2 separate regions of the Drosophila melanogaster genome follow, and region 1 is linked to region 2. The links are chromatin contacts, called in public Hi-C maps. All regions are on one chromosome and are shown on one strand. The core of a region is the stretch at or near the end of the contact, and the rest is flanking DNA. Distances in the headings are between cores, read along the strand shown. Region 1 holds the start of gw (gawky). Region 2 overlaps zfh2 (Zn finger homeodomain 2).

Region 1 (6,118 bases), core at 1,196-3,695, 140 kb after region 2:
CGTTTCTCAAATTGGACTCCCAAAGATCAGTACCATTGTTAATGCTTGGCTTCCACATTGGTGGACCGGGTGCATCCTTATTGGCTGGTTCTGGCGAACTGGGAACTTCCCAATTAGTATCCTGGTTAACATGCTGACAGCCCCAGCCATCTTGGGAAAAAAGGGCTTCACGCATAGTGCTCAAGTGTTCTAACTGATTGTCAGCTTCAAAAGTAGCATTCCTTACTATTCCAACATCCACTTGATCTTTAACTTCATTATCATAAGCATTTATGGCAATTTTTAAAAGTTATTTAATTTAATCGAAAAGGAATGACTTAATCTGAATCCTTGTTCTTTCCGTGTTCTGTAGAAATATAGAAAACATTTATTATTTTTATTACAAAATATTCATTCTAAATCAAATTGCTAAGTTCTTTTTTTATTTTCTTGTATATACACAGGATAAATAAACTTAATCACCGTGATACGTTTATGCTTTATACACATTATTAATAGAGTAAAATGGTATATGGTATACCAGATTTGTTCTAAAGTATGTTACATAGCGGAAGCGTTTTCGACATAAAAGCTAGACAGTTGAGAATAAGCATGCAGATTCTAGTGACCCCTACGTTGTGCACGTTTGTTTTTAGTTTTTCTATTGTTCGTTGTTCTTAAAAAATTTTTTAATTCTGATCAGCTTTTCGTAGGCTTAATCAATATCTTCTTTACAGATTTTTAACTGCATAACATCAGTTAAAATTCTGAAGGAGAAATCATAAAAATTTAAGCTTTATAATCGATTCAAAAAGTCTGAGGACATACATATGGGTATATAAGAGTGGGAGTCATTTGACAGGAGTTAAACATGTATACTTAGTATGTACATAAAGAATTTTAAAAATGAAATATGCATCGCGATCGCTGACCTACCAGGTCTGCTGCCCAACCGGCAGAATCCCCACCCACATTAACGACAAATTCCTGTGTGAAAAACGAATGCATGTCAAAAAATAAAACAATTAAATTCACAACTCTGTAATGGTATATAAATATACATATGCATATGTACACAAGTAAAATGAATTTGTCAACTCTGGGCAGGCAGACATTGACGGAAGCACCCTATTTTATGTCTCCCTTTCCTAATTTCGCACTTGCAATTATGCTCAAATAAACTTAGAATTTAAAATGTATTTACACAACCTGTATATATGCAAGTATTGGCAAAAAGACTAATGCGATAGATATATACATGTATATACATTTGTATGAATACATTTTCAGTACTCTAGTGCATATGTAGAGAAGTCATTGTACAATACTTAGTATATTCGCGTGTCTTGTACCCTATGTGTAGAAATACAAGCGAAAAGCTGAGAACGTCACAAAATGGAGATCTAACTAAAACCTACCAAACAGAAATTAGAAATTAATATCTATTGCCAGAATATGCGTTTATAGTAAAATTGAACACTTGTGTATACGCTAATAGTTCACCGAATATTTGCAACAATTTTTGCCTTTACTGAACGAGAAGTTGATTTTCTCTATATATGTAAATATATGTGCATTTTTGTGTGTATGCATGTCAAGCCACTTTGACGAGTTCACAAAGTGTGTATGTGTTGTAAAACATACACACATTCGACAATCAATTATAGTTTTTCATATTTCACAAAATAAACTGGGATTAATAACAATCTTGAATGCGAAAACTGATTAGACTCAACAATAATTATAATTCGATGTAATTGAATATAAATTTCTGCGCACGTTCGACGATGGGGACGGCAGTTACTAGTGTATTAAATAAACCCATACAGATATTCCTGCTTGCAATATTGCCACCTAGTCAAAATTTAAAGACGGAATGGAAAGGTATGTGGAGTATAGACTAATGCAAATATGCAAAATGCTTACTTTATTTTTAATTACACTATTACTAAATTTTAACTGTTGGTGTGGAAAACCTCAAAGCAAATGCGACACATTTAAATTCCCTATTGCTTTGTCATTATGTAAAAGATTTAAAGCGTGGCAACTCTTGACTGGAACATATGTACATATAGACTTTTCCAATGCACGATACACAAGCGAACAGAATTTATTCTGCACTGATACACACATGCGTATGTCCGAAACTAAACGCTTGGGTTTTTGCGACCATTTAGGTTATGCACACTTAGGTTATGTCAGAAAGTTTCGCTTTTAATCGTACTGAGTACGTCTTCAACCATACATTAAAATTATTCTACTTCAATTTAGCTGCATTACTCCGTACATTCTATCCGTGGTGGGCTGTTGGCAATCTTTTCGTTTTAATGACAAAGCGCTTGTTTTCGAAAGATTACGCACACAAAAACATTCACTACTCGTGCTAATTCATTTTAACACACGCAATTTAAATAAAAAGTAACTATACGATGCTCTCACTCGCACTTCGCCTGGATCACGACAGACTCTTCTAGGTAGATGTCCGATATTTTCTTAAACTAATCGATATTAATCAATCTTAGGTAATACCCAGTTTACACAACTGCCTAAAATAAGTGCTGTGACCCGTTCACATCGAAGAGGTCAGATAGAGGGTACACAACAGAAGGATTAATTGATTAAAATAAATTAGCTGATATAATTTAAATTAATTCAAAACAGAGCTGTTTCAAACAAGTTCCAACTCATATAACTCTCGACCATTTCTAACAATTCAAATGAAATTTAAGGGATTAAAACAATACAGTGAGATAACATATGCATTAATAAATTTTAAAGCTTGAATGCCTTATTGAAGTGAGAATTGAAACAGGTTTGGGCAATCCATTAAATTCATAACTTATTTTATTAAGTCTATGTTAAAAAAGAATCCTTAATAATGTAATGTATAAAGTTTGGACTTACGACCGATTAATATTAATGTGTATGTTTTGGTGTTTTGCCTTGAAATCAAATGAAATTATGTTCTAAAATATCGGCTCTCCTTCGACTATCTATGAGATTTAAATAGGTTTTACCAATTGCTAAGAAAATCGAAACCCTTAGGCATTTTTAGTTCAGGGGATAACAGTTTTGTATTTTCGTCTTGACGTGCATCTTTAAATTCGTTTTCATAATCAGACAAGTCGTTTAACACACTGTTTTTCGATCCACATTTAACGAGCAGTTGCATTTTCTCATTAGATTCAATACATTCATCAATATAAACAGTTTGGGTTTTTGAGAAGTTTTCATGAATGGAAATCTTTCTTTCCGTTGTGTTAACGCCGGTTTTATCATTAGAATTAAGGTGGAGAATTGGTATTTTTTTATTGGTTGAATCTTTTGTCTTCAATTTTAAATGAATGGCCTTTTTTACGCCTAATGGAGTTTCAACAAGACAGATATCATCAAATTCTTTTAATACTATGTTAATTTGTGATTTGGTTCGATAAGAAAATGGAAACGAATGTTCATCTTGAAAATCTCCGGTGTTTTCATCGCGTAATATTTTTAAACCAACGTTTTGATAATTATATGTGTGTAAATCTTGGCCGTTATATAAATATACAATGTCTCTGAAACAAAATTTACGGTAATCATTTTTACTAACTTCAGTATTTTCGTACGGATCCTGTGCCGCATAGTTTTCTTTAGTCTTATGACAGTACTTAGAAAATATAACAGGATCTATTAATTGGTTATTCAATATTTTTTCCTGTTCGTTTAAAGTCAATTTAAGCCAAGCGTCTTGGTTGTATGTAGATTTAACTTTATTGAGATCGCAGGTAATTTTTTCGGAAATTGAATTAAGACGTGAGAAGTATGACTGAGCCTCATCGTGTGTTGTCATTTTTGATCTGAAAATAAATATGGTTTGCTGTATTAAATGGTTAGCGGAACGTTAGATTCTATCATAAAATCGAATAATTATATTAACCTGAATTCTTGAAAAAGTATTTATAATTCTTTTATACTCTTCACTCGTAAAGTAAGGGGGTTATTAAAAATTAAAAAAGAACATAACAGGTGAACAAAAAGGTTTCCGAGACTAGTTAATGAACTTCGGGATTTGGACACTATATGATGTCCAAACCGAAAACAAATGCAATAAAAAAGAAATATATAACCTTAGAATCAAATTAGCCCACCTCTCCTTTATTTACATTACTAATTTTTGGTAGCCAGAGGAGTGCTTCCCGACATTACAACATTCATAGGGGCAGACGGAAGTATCAACTCGGATGGGTGTTTCTTTCTAATCTAGACACATACATATGTATGTATATACTACATAGGGTTTATGTGTGTTTAAATTGATATGGGCGTTACAGTTTTGAACGATTTGTAGGTATTTGGTTAAAATTGTTTTTGGCAGTTTTTGGGCGGTTCGTGGTCGTTAGAACAAGCGTGTAAACATTTGGAAACATGTGAGTATAAAATGGGATCGATGCGTTCCTATTACATACATATACTTTCTATGATCGGAGACGGTTTCTTCTACCAATTACATACATTGCAGCGAATCTAATACATATACGATTTTACTTTACAAGTAATGGGTATAATATAGGAAATAAACAAAAATCGGCAAGCCGATTTTTATATGCTTATACTGAATAATATCTATTTATGATCACGAACAGAAAAAATTTGACTTTTCCAAGGCATATGGTCGAAAACTGTTCAATACCGAGATAAAACACTTTCTAACAAAAAAGAAGATATGTATGTATGTTCCCCTTTGTCGAGGTCTTTCTGCCATACATGTAGTATGCATAGTATCGGCAACAGAAAGGCTTTTAGAAAGATTTAGTGAGAAACGGGCGTACGGATATGGCTATGTCCACCTGGCTCTTGACACTTCACATTATTTAGGATATTTTTACTGAAGTTTAAATTTACTATTTAAATAATAAAAATTACTGCGATTTCCCGTTTTAACCATCATACAACCTTAAATACGAATTGATCCGGCTATTTAAGCTCTATATAATTGTATATGTGTATGCTTTAAGAAATACGCATCCATCGATAGATCAAGATAAAAGTATCGGAAATAAATTATTATATTGTGTTCACACAGTTAAGTCACTAAGGCCATTTCCATTTCATTTACATAGCACAAAATTGATACGAAACGACAAGAACTTCAATGACAGGTGCGTATCAAACAATAGTGGTTACAAAAACCATTCTATAGCAACTCTTTTTAGTCAAGGGGCACCTCCGCTTTTCGTGGTTATCAATGCCTAAGCCATTGAAATATTATATTATATTATCAATTTCATTACATCAACTTCAACTTTATATTCAACAATATGAATTGAAAATTGGTACAGTCTGAAAATATGCGTTTATACGAGCGGATAATTTTAATTGCTATGATTTCTCAATCCGTTAACGGTTTCCATTCCGTTGCGAGTTATTAAACGATTACTTAAGAGAATCGATTACAATTTTTATCAAAAAGAATACGTAAATGATATAAATGAAAACAAAAGGTTTGGCCACACTTTCGAAAAAATATGTATACAATTAAATGAAAATAAATATGAGTTTTGGATTTTAAGCATCACTATGAGTATTGCCGACGTGGAGTACGAATATGTTGTGTTAAAAGTAAGTTCAATATAAAGTAGGACTAAGAACCGAGTTCTCGTTTTACCATAAATAGTTCCATTCGTGTGAAATCTGTTTTTTAGCGTTTCAAAATGCACATATTCTGTTTCAGATAAACGGTTACGATATTAGTCATTTGTCGAGGTATGAAGCGGTTCAAAAGTTCCTTCAATCTAAAGAAACCCTTGTCGTAGAAATACGCAGACAGAAACACAATGCATTAGATTTAGAATTAAAACATGGCTCCAATGCCAAAATATCAAAAGTGGACAATCCCGGAGAACTTTCTGTCCTAACTGACAAGTCAGCAGAAGGGACGATCACAGCTGCCAGTGCCTCTCAACAAATAAATTGCCCATCTTCAACATCGTTGAAAGAAATCGAGACGAAAACTCCTGTGGTTTTAACTCTTCGGGCTAGAAGTCATGAGGATCGTTTGGGAAGTCTACAAGCCGCATCGAAGGAAACTCAAACCCAATCTGTCGTTGGTACGGACGTTTTAAAGGATAACGATTTGGTTAACACAATTACCGACAAC
Region 2 (6,703 bases), core at 3,858-6,357:
GCGTTTCCGACCATAAAAATTCTATATAATCTTGATCAGGATCAATAGCCAAGTCGATGTCCATATGAACGTCTCGATCTCAGGAACTATAAAAGCTCGAAGGTTGAGATTAGGCACGCAGATTCTAGAGACGTGACCCAGCAGATTCGTTGAAAAGTAGGTAACGGTTAGAAGGAAGCGTTTCGGACCAACGAATCTAGCATACATTTACTCTACGAGTATAAAAAGGAGACAAGGAGACTTAAAAAATTCTGAGAGGATGCTTTCATTGTTTCTCAAATATTTTGTAGTCTACAAAGTTTTGTAAGTTTTTTATTTCTCCAGAAATCTATTATCACATGGAGCACAAGCAAATTAAGTACAGATATGGACGTTTTTTCGAACATATAAACAATATATATATATTATTAATAAGGATCACGAGCCGAGTCAATCTGGTAAATAAAATGAGAAAAAATTAAAAAATTTAAAATTAACAAGCAAATGAAAATATCCAAATATTTTTCAAAAATGTGGGCAGCTCTGGGCGTTAGTGTGGGCGTTAGTGTGGGCGTGGCAACGTGGGTCAACAAAACAAAATTGCGCTGCGTCTATGTCAGGCCAATGGGGTTGCCGAAATCAAAATTGAACTCATTGACGGAGTCTTCTAAAGTGCAAGTCCCTAGTGCCAAAATAAGGTAAGAAAAAATACAAATATTTGGCAAGTCACCCTCACCAACAATGAATTGGCCTTCTTGATGAAAAATTGCTCAAAACGATACTGTACGCTAAAGGTGCGATGGAAAGACGCACTGGCTCAGGCAAAGCTTAAACCTGGCTGCCGTCCTGGGTTCAAAGTACGTCAAGAGTGGTTTGCATACGAGCTCAACTGCAATCGCAACTGGAAGCACAGGCAAAGCCACAGTCGAAACTGAAGGCTGCAGTCGAACTCGCGAGCAAATTCAAATCGAAACACCACCGGGCTGCATGCCACTTGATGGTGGTGGTTGATATATCACGGAATTTGTATGTGGGTGTATTGGCTACATAGGCATAAGCAAAGTAAGCCTGCAAAAGCGACTGTGTGAAACCAGTTGAGAAATATGAAGAACAGATAAAAACGACTCCAGAGAAATAAAGACATACAACAAAAAGGCACGCGCGAATAGTCCGAACGCTTTTGAGAAGGGACGGATGAGGTTCGGCGGAGTGGGGATGACAGCAGCGAAACCTTGACTTCCTTTGTTTTGTGCACAGCCACAAGGCAGTGAACTTTTCTATTTCAGCCTCCACCAGTACAAACGAAACGAGACAATATGCGTATGATGGTATGATGGGATATCATCTACTCCCTTCGCAGGATGACGGGTATTAAAAAGATTCCTTTGCATACCTGGTTATTAATTTAAAAACAAAATAAAACGCTTCGACTATAAGATACGAATATGGTGATGAACCAAGCCATGCCTTTCAAACAATGAATGAACGAAAACGAATGAATCTTTCAAGTAACTCTGCGTTAGCACAATGTAATGTTTGTAGTGTTTATGTGATTTAGCCCTGATTTTACCCATGAATTTATTATTTCGATTACTAGCTGCTACTAGGACTAAAAAAGACACGAAAGAAAAACAAGAGTCTATTTTGTAAGGGCTTCTTGTTAGTATCCACTTCGATATTTCTAGAGAATACAATTCTTTTTATACCCGGTACTCTAGATTCGAGACTTTCCGACCACATAAAGTATATATATTCTTGATCAGGATCAATAGCCGAGTCGATCTAGCCATGTCCGTATGCCCGCATGAACGCCGAGATATCAGGTACTAGAAGGTTGATATTAAGCATTAAGCAGATTCTTGAGACAAAGACGCAGCGCAAGTTTGTTGATCTATCGATATCCCAGCAAAATATTGAAATTACGCGTTCACATTTACACTAGCTGAGTTACGGGTATCTAATTGTCGGGGACCTCGACTAATCTTTTATTTAGATTAGAGTCATGAAGAATCTCACAACGAACCAGAAAACCAGTTTCAATTGCATTCGGAGCAAAAAGTGTACAAAGGTTTAACCTTTTTTTTTTTAATGCTAAATGTGCAATAGTTAAATATTAGCTTAGCTTTAAAAAGGTTTTTTATATAGACCGTCACAAAATTTCAAATCATCAATTTTTGGAGGTGGATATCAATTATATATAGACGAAATCTTAAATAAAAATTTAAATGAAAAAAGCGTAACAAGCACATAAAATCAAAATTTTAATTGATTAAGTCTTCTATAAATTAATACACAAACTTTTTAATTTTTGCCGATTGCCCGCTAAATTGACAGGGTGTTCAAAAACAGATTAAAAGTGGTTCAGATTGAAATGTTATTGTCGTAGAACTCTTAAACGAAGATTTCATACAAAACAACATATTGCGATTTGCATTTTAAGTTGGGCATTACACAGGCTACATAAGCGCCAAAAGCTTCATAAGGAAATTGGCAAATCAAAAATATTAAGAATAACGAAGTTCTCAAAAGAACTTGGACAGCGTAGGAGCCACCAGAATAGATTTGCCGAGATCTTGACGTTCATACCGATCCGAATCAAAATAGGAATTTCAAAGGATCGTTAACGGTTCCTTTCACCTGTTGCATACTTTTCATACAGAGCGTTTAAATCTTTAAACAAGATTTTTAAAGAAAATTAATCATTTTAGGATGGAATCGCGTTCTACAGTCTTTTTTCGGACTATATAAAACATATTAATTAAATGGGGTATTAAACTACAAATGTGTATTCTTAACTTTTTTTAGGTCCAATAATGGTAATGACGACGGCTCTCCAATGTCCAGTTTTGATGTGGAAACTTTTAATGGGAAAATAGTTTACAATCTTGATGGCAGCGCACACATCATCGCCACAGATAATACCAATGGAGGTGGATCAGGGTCTGGCCAAAATTGTTATGGTTCAACAACGAATTCACTAAAGAACCTGTCAAAGGATAAAGGTCGAGGGCAGGAAGAGAAAGATATAGAACACCCGTCCCAGTATCATCGAGAGCAAAGCGATAACAAGAGGCAGGAGGAAGCTGTGGACAATCGTCCTGGAGTCGAATCCTTAGGAAGCGCTTGCTACAAATCAAGTCCGAAAATCCATTCTTTTCGTGTAGTGTCCGCGCAAGATGCTAACTCAACTTGTCAGGATCAAATCAGAGCATTTAAAATCCAGAAACCAATTTTAATGTGTTTTATATGCAAGTTGTCTTTCGGCAACGTTAAGTCCTTTAGCTTGCATGCAAACACTGAACACCGACTCAATTTGGAAGAGCTTGACCAGCAGCTACTTAATCGCGAGTACTCCAGTGCCATTATACAGAGAAATATGGATGAAAAGCCACAGATATCCTTTCTACAGCCATTGGCTAATAATGACGCCTCTGCTGATACCAATGATACAGAGAAGCTTCAAACAGCAACTGAGGGCAGTGACGCCACTCTGCCTTCGTCTCCGCAGCCAGTTTTCAGGAATGTCTCTGAACTCGAGCCCGAAAATAAGCAAGAGACTGAGCAGAATCGGCTCCTGAACCAGGACCGGGAGCAAGAGCCTGAATCAGATCAGCACACTAGTAGTAGTAAAATGGCGGCACCTAGTGCATATATCCCATTATCATCGCCCAAAGTAGCGGGAAAATTAACTGTGAAATTTGGTTCCTTAAACTCAGCAACAGCAAAGACTAATAACCTATCAAAAGTTTCCTCAACCAGTTCACCACCATCGACATACGCATCCGGGGAGGTCTTATCACCCAGTACTGATAATATAAGTAACCATAAGTCAACACATTGCAACCAAGAAACAGAGCCACCCTCGTCGTCTTCGTCAGAGGTGGAAATGAAAATTGGCTCTATGTCCACATCACCTCAAACAAATGATTCGGATGTTCCATGCTCAGGGTTTTTGCAAATGCAGCACATGACAACAGGTGGTGCATATACTCCTCAAGTCAGTTCCTTCCATGCATCTTTAGCTGCGCTGGCCGCCAACGAATCGAATGACAACCGGGTTAAGCTGATCACAGAGTTCCTTCAACAGCAGCTGCAGCAACATCAGAGTTCCTTATTTCCAAGCCCATGTCCCGATCACCCCGACCTTAATGGTGTGGACTGCAAAACCTGCGAACTCCTTGACATCCAGCAGCGGTCAAAGTCGCCGTCCTCTTCACATCACCAGTTTTCTCAATCTCTTCCCCAGCTGCAAATTCAGTCGCAGCCGCAGCAAACCCCACATCGCTCACCTTGCAGCAACAGTGTTGCCCTGCCCGTATCACCCAGCGCCTCCTCGGTGGCCAGCGTTGGAAATGCGTCGACCGCCACATCCAGCTTTACAATCGGTGCCTGTTCCGAGCACATCAATGGTCGTCCCCAAGGAGTAGACTGTGCGCGGTAAGCAATAGGTTCGAACTAGTATGCAGTAGCATTTGGGGTCTCAGTCCTATTACGGGGGATGGATAGGTTTTTATGGATGGGCAATCATAGGCCTTGCTGCAGGCATTTAATGGGTGATTGGTGAAGGGTTGTCTTTGAGGACCGCACATACCACGTGAAGGGTGTGATTATTGATCTTTTGAAAGGGGTACGTTCATTAATAATGCCGTAATATGCGGAATTATTAAGGATATTTGAACTTGTGACTGGATCTGAAAACTTTTTGCCACTGTTGAACAATAAGTCATTAGGCCAACAGCAGTAACGTCATGGGTTGATTAGTTGCGCCCGCGGGACATGCTTACAGGCTGTTCATTAAAACGCAAATGCCGATTGGGTTGATTATAAAAAGCCCTTCGGTTAGTTGCATCCCACTAATTGCTTCACACTTGAATAATCACGTTTGCTTCCAAATCCCAACCGGCATTGACAAGAAGCACCAATGAAAATATTCTTTGGTGAATTTGTAGAGAGGAGAGTGTTAAATGCCCTACCAACAGGTGCACTAGTTTTTTTCATTCTTACAATTTAATGTTGTTGGAAATTTGTATCACGCGGAACATTTAGGTTGCTTCTTTATTAAAAGGGTAAATATTATATTTACAAATGCGAACAGAAAGCAAACAAGATTATAAGAATATACCATCATAAATTGTTGAATGGAGCAGAGTACATTGTATATTACGGATCTATTCGAGGAATCTGTTGTTGTTAATAAGGTCCACACCACTTTTAGTCTCCGGTCCCATAAATATATATTATATGCCTGTATATTTCAATTAAGAGTTTGTTGGGAAATCTTTGTTATGTTGATATGATCTGCACGGAGGGGCAAAGTTAAATATTGCAGTGGCGTAAGTTTATGATGGCGGCTGAACCAACAAAAATTAAACCAATTGCGCTGATTTCACTTAATAAATGTTTCTGAACGCCTGTCCGTCCGGACCCCAATTGTTACAATTTAATGGTGTCGCCTGGGTCGAGGCGAACAACTGTCGGTTCGGTATCACTATAATTTTTCTGTCACTTTGTTAGGTACCACCAATGATACTACTACATAGTAAACTACTAATCGAATACAATTAAATCAAATCGCTTGGCCATTCTGAACTATATTTTAAATTACATATTCTGTTTCGTTGTTTAATGATTATTATATTACTATCCATATTTTCGATCCTCAGCTGTGAAATGCTTCTAAACTCGGCTCGATTAAATAGCGGCGTGCAAATGTCTACTCGCAATTCCTGCAAGACTCTTAAATGTCCCCAATGCAATTGGCACTATAAATATCAGGAAACATTGGAGATCCACATGAGGGAGAAACATCCAGATGGGGAGAGTGCCTGTGGTTATTGCCTTGCAGGTACTAAGTTCATTAAGCTTACAAAAATACTACTTAGTCTTTTAATATACAAAATTCAAGAAAAATTTATTTTTCATAATTTTACTACATATAATTTAGGGTTATTGCAGCAAATAGAACATATAAAACCGGTATATTTTATTTTTTTTCGATTGCTCATTGTTCTATTGCTCGGTTGTTTATTGAACACAATATGGTGTAGTTTTTATACCCTTAAAGTGGGGCACATCTGTCTTTTTTTGCTCGTCCACTACGAAATGGCGTTACATTGTTGTTTTTATTACTTTTTATAATGTGAACAGTGGTTTAGTCCTGTAATAAAACGATCTTAGATTTTTAAAAGAGTTTAAATCAGTTACCAATTTATTTAAACCCTTTTCCTATGGCACAGGACAACAGCATCCTCGGCTGGCACGGGGGGAATCCTACTCTTGCGGTTATAAACCGTATCGCTGTGAAATCTGTAACTACTCCACGACCACCAAGGGTAATCTTTCCATTCATATGCAATCGGACAAACATCTGAACAACATGCAGGAGCTAAACAGCTCTCAAAATATGGTTGCAGCTGCGGCTGCTGCTGCGGTGACTGGCAAACTGCTGCTCTCCAGCTCCTCGCCCCAAGTAACTGCTGCATGTCCATCCAACAGCGGGTCTGGCGCAGGCAGTGGCTCATCCAACATTGTCGGCGGCACCGCATCCCTGAGCGGAAACGCAACGCCTTCCGTAACTGGAGCAAATAGTTCTAATGCCAATGCCGGAAGTAATACAAACAACGCCGGTACCAAGCCAAAGCCTTCATTTCGATGCGATATCTGTAGCTATGATACTTCCGTGGCCCGCAACCTACGCATCCACATGACCAGCGAGAAGCACACC

The links. A called contact is a pair of places that touch in the nucleus more often than the background predicts.
Region 1: a Hi-C map of the Kc167 cell line shows a contact between it and region 2, with 2.4 times the contacts expected there. The contact joins the promoter of gw here to the enhancer-like site in region 2. A contact is called at or near these places in 6 of 107 Hi-C or Micro-C datasets (the D17-c3 cell line, the Kc167 cell line, the S2 cell line and 1 more).

What each region holds. Positions count from the first base shown.
Region 1 is chr4:658,163-664,280 of dm6, forward strand. It overlaps gw (gawky), which reads right to left and starts at 2,446. Exons shown (of 10, transcript NM_001014691.3): 1 at 2,267-2,446; 2 at 1-346. The coding sequence starts at 175. It overlaps CG46466, which reads right to left and starts at 4,962. Exons shown (of 2, transcript NM_001382171.1): 1 at 4,791-4,962; 2 at 2,847-3,818. The coding sequence starts at 3,811. The coding sequence ends at 2,993. It overlaps Slip1 (SLo interacting protein 1), which reads left to right and starts at 5,459. Exons shown (of 6, transcript NM_143676.2): 1 at 5,459-5,580; 2 at 5,693-6,118. The coding sequence starts at 5,539.
Region 2 is chr4:518,689-525,391 of dm6, forward strand. zfh2 (Zn finger homeodomain 2) reads left to right here. Exons shown (of 14, transcript NM_001258496.3): 4 at 2,785-4,416; 5 at 5,643-5,824; 6 at 6,216-6,703. The coding sequence starts at 2,816. Among named protein-coding and RNA genes, the nearest start is that of zfh2, 20 kb to the left of the region's middle. Within about 2 kb of position 5,108, at least 17 of the 39 cell types and tissues checked have an H3K27ac peak or open chromatin away from gene starts, as enhancers often do. A contact at or near this core is called in the Kc167 cell line, where this site is marked.